2 separate regions of the Mus musculus genome follow, and region 1 is linked to region 2. The links are chromatin contacts, called in public Hi-C maps. All regions are on one chromosome and are shown on one strand. The core of a region is the stretch at or near the end of the contact, and the rest is flanking DNA. Distances in the headings are between cores, read along the strand shown.

Region 1 (5,026 bases), core at 839-3,338, 310 kb after region 2:
TGGAGCCACCTGATAACCATTCAAAACAGTTACAGTTGAGCATATTCAGAAATGTAATTTATTTCCCAGGTGGAAGGGTCAGTAGGAAAGAGGGGTTTTAAATGCTTTTTCTACAAAAATACATTTGTGGTTGGTATATATTCCACTACACAAACAGATTGCTTAGTTTGGGGCACATCCTCCCCTTATTCCTTCCTTGTTCTTTTCCCTTCTTTTTCTTCTTATAAGGTAAACTAATTTGCTCTAGTGCAATCATCCCTTGCTCGCCCGTGTCCAAATATTTAACTACCACTATTACTTTCTTAAGAAAATGAGATGTGCATTTGCATCATGTTCTGGCAAAAGCATTTTGCAGTCCCGGAGTGATTGACAAGCAACACAATTACCTTTGCATGGCTAGACAGACCGTTTCTGCATTAAAATAGGGCCACATCTGCTCAGTGCATGGCAGCAACTCCTGTCTGCAGCGTGGGAACCACAGTGTATCTAAAGCTGCATCTTCCACACTGGTTCATCTCCACCTTCTTTCCCTATCTATGTATCTGATATTTTAAGTGCACCTGCTTGCTGGGGCTTTAAGAAAGCACTGGGAGAAATTCCTGGAAAGGCCAATAGGACTCTGTAAGGCCTCCCCCACACTCAACGATGCCCCAACACTAGCACCTTAGAGGCTGGAATGTCATTCAGTTTGCAGAATGCTTGCCTAGCCTGCGCAAATCCCTAGACTTGACCACTATCACTGAAAAGCCTGACATGGCAGTGTACACGTGTTTTCTAAGCATTTGGGAAACTGAAGCAGAAAGCACAGAAGTTTAAGATTGTGTTTGATTACATTGTGAGTTCAAAGCCAGTCTGGGCTACGTGAGACCCTGAGAGGTGGGGAGAGAGAGAATAGAATCCTAGAGAGTTTGAACCTCAGGTTTCTCTTCCATGTAATTAAAAATCACACCTGGAACTTGTCACTGAGCACCACAATGACTCCCTTTCTTCTTAAACTACAAGCAGGGACATCACCCATTTCTTGAAAGAAATAAAATGCTTTAGCCAGGTACCCCAACTAGATCTGTTGAACCAAGCAAGACCTCTGGGCTAGGCATAGGGCCCAGCCATCCGTGTTTCAGTTAGTCCTCCAGGTGAGTCCCAGGCATATTCAAGTTCAATGACCACTGCCTGCCTGCTGTGTCATTAAGACTTTGGACATGGAACCAGAAGACAAGGGCTAGAATATGTATTAGCTTAGTCAATGTGTTAGTGTCTAGGGAAGGAATGGAAGCATTACCCATGGAAGTGACACAGTGGGTAATGAGCACAGGATCCTTTGATAGGGCCCATCCCAGAATAACCAAGCTGCTAACATTACTGATGCTTGTGTTGTGAGTAATATTTCAGAGAAAGCAGCGCTTCTGTAAAACTGGCAGCCCGTTCCAGTGGATTTGTTTGCCTCTGAGAGTGAGGCGAGGCTGGCTATGTCAGCTCATGGCTTCCGAGGGTTATTAGCATGATGCTAGATAGCCCACTGCCTCCCTTGTGCCTGCAAAATGTACTTGGTACAAGTGAGGAAGTTGGAATTCTTGATCTAAAGGGCCATCTTCTAAAAGACTGTGAGGACCCAAAGCTACTAAGTGCGTCCTTCCTCTGGGCCCTCCAAAGAGCCAGACTCCTCCTAACTATGGTTCCTTGCTCTTGCTCGTCCCTTGGCTTGCCTGGTAGTTCAAGTGCCTTTGTTCCTCCCTTCTGCAGCAAGGACTGTAGCTGGAACTATAGCTTGATCCATGGCTGTAGCTGCTCTTTCTCCTCTGAAGACTCTAGATCTTTAGAGGTCAATGGAGGGAGAGCCCCAGAGTAGTGGTTGGAGCAAAGGAAGCTTTCCAATGCAGAAAGACAAGGCTTGCATCCTTTTCCTTGTGCTTATGTGAGGGAGCTTTCCCACAGTCTCCCTTCAATTCCATGTCTCAAAATTTGGATGTCAGAAGTCTCAGAATAACTTTCTGTAGCTGTGGTGGGCTACAAACCATGGCAACTGGGTTATTTTTCAGAGCAAAGACTCCCTGAAGGCAAACAGCACAAAGCGTTCTTCCTGGCTTCTGGAAGCTTTTGATACAGATGGATGCAAATGTCTGGCATGATATCAGCCCCTGTGCACAACTGCTCCTTATGGAGAGAGCAACAGCCATTTTCCCTGTAAGAGCCAAATCTTGGACACCTCACATGACTCTCCATCCCTGCTCAGTGCTATGTTCTACTGAGCCTTCAAGGCCTATATTTAACTTTTCTCCCTATTATCCACAAAATACCACAGACCTTGTCTATTCTATAGACATTTAGGAAAATGCAAGACTTCCTGTATTTAAATGCCTGCTAGTTTTTAAAAGGTATTAGTATTCATCTATAGCTCTTTTGTCTTATGTACTGGTAGGATTCAGGGTCATTTTTCAATTTTCTCTCTTCCTTCTTCCAATACTATTAACCATTACAGCTGAATGCAGAAACCAGACACAAACCTCAGACTGCAGGCTCTCAACAATAATAAAATAGAAAAATAGGGTCTCACCAAGTAGTTCACACTAGCCTAATACTAATGATGCTGATGACTCCCAAGAGGAAATATTCTAAGTATCCATCATGGCTGTTCTTTGACCAGTAATTAAATTCTACCTGGAATTGACAAAAAATGACCCTCTGTCTTCTACTCCTCTTTAGGATCTGGGTGCCATCCTCTGAACAGATAGTTATTACACCTTGTCTGGGCATGAAGTAAAGTGTTATAGTTTAAATGGAGTGCAACGTATGGGAATTCTTTGGCTTCAATTTCTGTGGCCAAACAAAGGCTAGACACAAATGCATTTTCTATGAGGTAGAAGCTAATGAGCGAGCAGCCTAGATGGACAGGAGTCTGACACACTGATGGTAGGACCCACAGGGAAGACAGATAACTCTTTTTCAGGTAGCCATTGGGTCACAGTTGTGGAATTTATTGCCTCAGTGCTAAGCATATTGGTAGTTACTTAGAAAGCATTACTTGACCAAATCCAACACATGTTTGCACATGTGTGTCCCAGCTTACAAAGAGTAAACCAAACTCAGATGTCTTAGTAACCACTCTGGCTGCAGAGCCGTTTGCCAGGGAAGCTGCACTTTGATCCAGTTTTCTATGTTTTTGCACCTTGCCTGGCACTTAAGTGGTGAGCTATCTGCTTTTGGATGAGGATATTGGGGGAAAAGAGGTACTATGAAAAGAGGAATGATGGCATGAGAACGTGTTACAGATGTGATCTTGCTGCCGCTCTGCTCAAGTCTCTGCTTTGGGGCCCTATGTTTCTATCTGTTGATTTCCTGCTTTTCATCAGATCTGTCCTAAGGCCTGTTGGTAGAAGCTGACCTTGCCTTCTGACCCCACAGCAAATGCCTTTTTACATTGCTAATGGCAAAGCCTAGCTCAGGACCTTACACACCTCTGCCTGCCTTTTGGATTAGAGGTGAGCACTGCTTGACAAGTGAGCTTGTGAACTGTAGCCTTTCAGGATCAAATCCAAACAACATCTGAGATCCATTCCTACCAACCTCCTTAGTGTGTGAAATCCCTGCCATGCTTTAAGCATCATAGTATTGTGGGCTAAACAATCACCTCTGAAAGGACTCTGGGAAAGAAGTGTATTCCCATGTTCTCCAGCAAGCCAGTGTCACTGCTGTGCGTGAGCGTGTGTGCTTAGGTGATGAAATGCACTCTCCCTTGGCTTAAAATGCTTGGCTTTTCTGCGTGCTCATTCTGCTCCTGAGACCCTTTCCCATCAAAGTTGTGCTTCTATTAGGGCCCTGGCTTGACTTAACAATGGGTTCACTGGTCCTTTGCCAGCATCATAAGTCATCCAGCAACTTCATGGGAAGATGCTACGGGAGGTAGCTGATGATGACCATCGTATAAAAACAACAGTTCAGAAAGAACAGCATTTGCCCTCAGGGTATTGTGCAATTCTCTCAGAAGTCCGAGTACATCTAGGATACATACGGCCTCTGTAAGCCCACTCAGATACTTAAGAAATAGAATGGAGTCTTATGGTGACATAGCATTGAGCTTCCTGGCCTTGATATTGCAAGAGACTTGGAGAAGTCCAGGATTACCCCTTGCCCCTGAAAATGGATTCTTTCTGGGCTGCTGATTTTACAGAAATATGCAGAGCTCCCACCAAGTTAGGCTTCGTCCATCATAAGGTAGAACTTTGCCTCAGTCTGAATGTGATCTATCTGAATACTTACAAAATATATATGCAACCCCCACTCATGAATACATGAGGGCTTCATGCATACTAACACACACATATATATGCTCCCATACATTTGTACATATAAAAATACATGTATTCTGCACATATGCATATCTACATATCTAGACACATATATACATTTATAGTTTTCTGCTACATTGACAATAAAAGTCTCACAGAACTGCTACAGATAACACTGCAGTATGAAATAATTACAGAGCAAAATGCCTGGCACCATCTGGGATACTTGAGGGTTCCCCAAGGCCATTCAGTTCTAGCCTATCCTGAGAGTTCTTCACTCCTAGGCTCTGCCCTTGCAAGCCCATTCTGGAACAAATGCTGTGTTTTATGTTTGCTGAGGGAGGGATCTGTGGTTTGATCCCAAACTTTAAAATTGTCAAGATATGTGTATCTGTGTAGGCCACTTGTCTGTGTAGGCCACTTGAAAATACACAGGAGCCCTCTTTGCCTTTCTAAGTTGTACAATGCACCTCCCTCTGAGAGTAGGAAGCTCATTTTGGTGCCCAAGCCAAAACACTCTGACTCTGGTCCATCATGAAACCCAGACTCCATGGAACCCCAGCAGGAAGATCTCGATTTGATGGACAGCTGTTGTCTCCAACCTCCTTAATCAGTTTGAAACTCTCCTCAGTTCCTGTGTTTCGGATCATGAGACCAGACTAACCTGGCCCGTGTGGGGTTGGTGCGTCTGCATGGGGAAATGCACTAATCCGAATGTTTCTCTTTGTGTGTGCACCTCTACA
Region 2 (5,233 bases), core at 1,846-4,345:
TGGATAGAGATGAACCCAGAAAATAGCTTCAGATTAGGGAGCATGGGGTAGGAGAGGAGAAGGAGGCTCAGGAGGCTCTGGAGACCTGATTGTTCTTCTGACCTGAGAGGAAAAGCCAGAAATTCAGCCTAGGGGTAAAGAAGGAGCAAGAACCCTGTGGGGGAGGTGACAGTGTAAGTGGTCATGTGTTGGCCTTGCACGTGTTTTGTGCTCAGTACCCAGCCCTGCTGGAGGGAGGGACCAAGCAGGTTTGTTGGCACATGTCTAAAAACTACAGCACTCTGAAGGCAGGGATAAGAGGATCCTTTTGTCTTTCTAGTCAACTAAGTTAGCTTTCCAGGACAGTTCCAAGCCAAGGAAAGACCCCCAACTCCAAAGAAAATACGGGCAGCGTCGGAGGAGTGAAATAGGTTGTCTTCTGACCTTCATGTGCACATATGCACATGTACCAGCAAGCACGCATCACACACACACACACACACACACACACACACACACACACACACACACACACACACACAGAATTATTCTCAGCTACAACAGACACTGTGGTAATCTCACACTTAGACACACAGAGACATCAAGCAGTGGAAATGGGTCTAATACAGAGTGGTCATTCTCTAAGGGCAGAGTATGGGTCTGATTGGCTCACATCATTTTGAATGAGGTGCAGGGTGGAAAGGTAACCTATGGAAAGAAAGCCATTCCAGAATTGTGACCTGGTACCTGTGAGGTATGGACCCAAGACAGGGACAGTAAGGAAGGGGAGAGCTTTGATCAAACTGCTAAGGAGTCATATTCAACAAGAGGTGCCAAGGCTCCTGTTGACAACTATGTAATCATGTCAAGGGACATATATGATGTGAACAAGACAAACATGGCCCATTCTTTCTCCACCTTCCTTGTTTTTACCTAATAACTACAGCAGGTGACACATCTTTACAGATTTTGAAATAAGCCTACATTTAAGTAGACAGGTACCCTTGCCCAATTATAGTGGTGATATGGTTTCCAGTATACATGAAAATCCACAGTCACTCCCTCTCATACTTGCCCACTGATTCTAGGTTTATAGAGTTCACATGGTGTGTGTGTGTGTGTGTGTGTGTGTGTGTGTGTGTGTGTGTGTGTCTCAGTTATTGTGAATTTGAGGTTAAACCTCAGGCCTAGTACATGTTAGGCAAGTGCTTTCCCAGTAACCTTCGGGCCTCCTTTTACATTTTATTCTGAAACAAGGTCTTAGTTGCCCAGGCTGGCCTTTAACTTTGGTTCCTCCTACTTCAATCATCCTCATTGCTGAAATGTCAGGCCTTGGCTACCACCACCCTCAGCTCATTCTGTGCCTATTGAACCCCCACGGGGTGACAGATGCCCTCAGGAAGCAAAGCCTAGAGCTTCTGTCTCTGGGAGAGTCTTAGCATCCTTAACATCATTATAATACTGCATTTAGACACACATCAGCTTGGTCCATAGAGTGTTTTATGTCATGTCTGGGTTAGAATTACATCTTCCTTCCTTCCTTCCTTCCTTCCTTCCTTCCTTCCTTCCTTCCTTCCTTCCTTCCTTCCTTCCTTCCTTCCTTCCTTCCTCTGGTCCAATATGCAGAGAGAAAGCACATATAATTAACTTACATCTCTCTCTATGTCACCTCTCCATCCCTCTGCCCAGACAGCAGCAGACAGCAAAGGAAAGACATCCTGTACTTAATGATTAGAGTGTACAGAGGGCTCTGAGACAATGGACTGAGTCAGAAGGCTGCTGCTGTGGTCCTTAATGCTCACCAAGGCCTTAGTGGCTAGACAGTTGCACCTCATTTTGATCTTTTTCTCTGCGTTGTTTCAGTACACACAGAATAGGAAGCAGAGCGCGAATGAGGTAAATTCAGAAGGCCAGTGTGTGTTTTCAGAGACTTAATGACTATTTTTCTTTCTCTTCTGTGGCTATGGAACAAAGTACAGGCAATTTTAGGATTTAAGGGCCCAGATTTCCCTGGGCTCGGGAGTAGAATACAAGGAGACTTTGGGATTAATGAGTCTTTTCTTTTCCTTGGGGGCAGACGTTTGCCTGGCACTCACCTGGAGAATGGGATTTTTCTTATTGGAAATAGCAGCAAGCATCTGTGGGGTTCCTTCTAGGAGAACTGCTTCCTGAGCCTGGGTTAAGTAGTGCTTAGCTCTTTGGAGAGGATAAGGACTGAAATATGATGCCCCTCTCCTGGAATACTTCAGGAACAATGAGGAGCAATTATGGAATCTTAGTCAGGGAGAGAATATTTCCAAATGACATGCGAACACTGATGTTGCCTTAGAAGCCTGGGTGTTCAACCCTCCAAAAACAGTCTACAAAAAGCAGGTGTCTCTTGTCCTTGTGTAGAACGGGCTCTGAGGCCAAATCCCAACTCTGTTATTCATGAGCTGATCTGACTGAATTGAGCAAGTCACTTAACTTGATTTGGACCTTAATTGCTTCTTCGGAAAAAATCGAGACTAGAATGCCATTGTATATTGTTCTTGGTGAGGTGAAGTGGGATACCACTCAGGGCTCGAGATGCAGCAAAGAGCCCATAGATACTGAAGATATGAAAAAAAGCAGATCCTAACTTAGCCGTTAAGAGATAGAGAATTGTTTTAAGGTAACAGAGGGCCGGCTCCTGGAAGCTTCCCACTTCTATTTGTATTTTCCTGAATGGGAATACCTATGTGTGTACCTATGGTCTGTTGAGGTTATAGGTACCAGCAGCAATCGAGGGCCACTCTGCGTCTCTCATCCATCCTGTCTGCTTAGTTCTCTGCTTTCCTTCCTCTTTCGGGTCTTTCCCTGGTGGTTGTGATATGGCTACATAGCTCAATTAATGCTCTCTGACGGGAAGAGGGAAAGTAAAAATCACCCGGCTCCTGTCAGCAGCAAAGTTATTTACTCTCAAAAGCTGACGGAATCACACTGCAGGAGCTTCGTTTATTTCTATTCAGAATGTCGTGGTGCCCCGTGCTGGAGACTCGGAACGTGCTGATGCGGATTCCAATAGGCTTCAAGGCAGTGAGTGGCTGCTCGAACGCGGACCATCAGGAGGAGCCCTGACAGGGATGGGTCCCTGGATCACTGACTTGGATACCAGAGTAAGCGCCCTAGCTAGGGAGAGCTAAAGGAGAGGAGTTCATTCCATTCTCGGTGCTTCGAGAAGCAGAAGAGCCCCTGCTGTCTGATTGTTTGTCCCTTTTATTCTGGGAACATAAGAGCAAGGTGTAAGGGACTCAATTTGGGTCACTCCTGGAGTTTCTGGAAACACAAAGGCATCTCCTACAATCAGCTCTGCGCTGGCTTCGCCATCCATCGCCTCTGCTTACATGGGCTGACAGGCTCACTCATCCAGATAACCTGCAGAAAGCTATGCATTTGTTTTTCCTTTTTCTCTTTCTTCTCTCTTTTTTTCCCCCAACTTCAACACTTTCCTCTCCAAGGAGTCAGAGGGGGAGCTGTTGAAGCAGGAAGAGAAAGGAGTCTTTGCCTGTTGGTGCAATTTCAGTTCTTTCCACTAGGGGTCTCTGTGTCAAACTCAGGATTCCCCCACACTTTGTTTTTATGATCCTTATAGCCTCCCCCGCCTCACTCCCCCAACCCCTTTTTTTCTCTTTTGGATCAGTTTTGGGAAAGGAAGCCCTTTCTGTAAACAGGAAGAGATACTGTGAGTCCACTGAGGGGACCAGACAATTTTGCCATCCTCAGCACCATGATGACAAGGGCATAATTAAAATAGTGACATAATCAATAACGTTTATGGAGTCCTGGGTGGCAAGCACATGACTCAGCATATTTACGTGGATTATCTCTTTTAATATTACACACAGGCCTCCAGGGAGTTGGTATATTTACTTCTTCTTCCTAGATTTGTTTATCATTTTCTTTGCCAGGCAGGGTCTTGCTTTGAAATACAGACTGGCATCCAACTCAACTATCCTCCTGCCTCAGCTTCTTTAGTGCTGGGATTATAGTTGCGTAGCAGCAAGTCCATTTTAGGCTTCACCTGCCTTTCTACCTTTCTTCCCTCCTTCTTTTCTTCTGCTCTTTGTTTCTTCCTTCCTGTCTGCCTGCCTTTTCTCCTCTCTTTCTTTCATTCTTTTGTTCTTTAACATTCAGAACAAAAAACTTCGGTGGTTGATGTTTCAAGTCACAAAGTGTTCTTCCTCCAGACCCCATGCCTAGACCTTACTCTGCAGTGAGCTGCCTGTCCTGCCTCATCCTGCCTTGGAAGCTTCTGGTGTAACTTGATGTAAGAGGCTTGTGCCAGGCTGTTTGTCTGGACAGCTCTACTGACCACGGTGCCCCTTGACTTTGCTTTAAAAGAAAAGACTTGTTAGAAATGAGGTTGTTCTGAGCATCCTTCCTCCCCGAAGCAGATTCTGGTTTCACATTAGTTAGCTATGTGAAGGTCTGCCTCCTTAGACCAGACTAGTATCAAGCTCACTATGTCACACAATCTGACCTTAAACGCATGGCAGTCCTCCTGCCTCAGCCTTGTGAGTGCTGGGATTATAGGCCTGAGCCATGTGATTTCATCTTAACTCCTTAGGTTTATTGGTTTGTATTTTAGGACACTTAGTAACCTTGGATTTACAGAGGTTTCAAAGAGAAAGTTCGAGGCTTCTAGGTCACACCCACAGACAGTGATAGAGTGTGTTTCTGCAAAGCCAATTCCAGCCCTCCAAACCTCTCTTTGAACCAAAGCTCTTCAGCTAGCAGGGAATACAGTTCCTGCCTGGCTCCATCTGTATTAATGATTTATAAGCCACACCGCTGCTTTTGTTCACGAGCAGGGCCTTGTCCTGTTCATAAAGGCATTTCAGGGAGTGGGGTCCTGGCTGGCCATGCTGTTAGCTTGCTGCTGTGAAGGCTGCTTCATAAATCAAAAGAGCCTGGTACTTTACTGCCTCAGAGCTCTGAGATGGTGTGTGGATGTGTGCGCAGTCTGAGTGCTTGTGTGCGTGCACAAGCCCGTGCGGATCAGATCCACTGAGGGACGGACAGCGTTGCCCTTCCATAAAGAATGAATGAAGGCGGAGATGCAACTGGTCATAGGTGCTTCAGGGTAAGGGCTTGGCTTCCTGGCAGCTCCCTGGCCCCATTTGCCTTTCACTGGATGCTTAGGCTTTTCAGTGTTGCTCCTGAAAATGGACTGATGCTACTTTATTAGCATGAAGAGATGCAAACCCCATTAGAACCCCCTTCTGTCTGCATC

What was found. Hi-C and Micro-C count contacts between places; a contact is called where the count stands out from the background.
Region 1: a Hi-C map of cortical neurons shows a contact between it and region 2, with 2.0 times the contacts expected there. The contact joins two enhancer-like sites. A contact is called at or near these places in 2 of 484 Hi-C or Micro-C datasets (cerebellum and cortical neurons) and 1 of 115 datasets of contacts at active chromatin or transcription factors (neural tube).

What each region holds. Positions count from the first base shown.
Region 1 is chr16:7,358,838-7,363,863 of GRCm38.p6, forward strand. All of the region lies in intron 9 of Rbfox1 (RNA binding protein, fox-1 homolog (C. elegans) 1), which reads left to right. Among named protein-coding and RNA genes, the nearest start is that of Rbfox1, 290 kb to the left of the region's middle. Within about 2 kb of position 2,089, at least 4 of the 459 cell types and tissues checked have an H3K27ac peak or open chromatin away from gene starts, as enhancers often do. A contact at or near this core is called in cortical neurons, where this site is marked.
Region 2 is chr16:7,046,291-7,051,523 of GRCm38.p6, forward strand. It overlaps a transcript of Rbfox1 not described here. Among named protein-coding and RNA genes, the nearest start is that of Rbfox1, 21 kb to the right of the region's middle. Within about 2 kb of position 3,096, at least 16 of the 459 cell types and tissues checked have an H3K27ac peak or open chromatin away from gene starts, as enhancers often do. A contact at or near this core is called in cortical neurons, where this site is marked.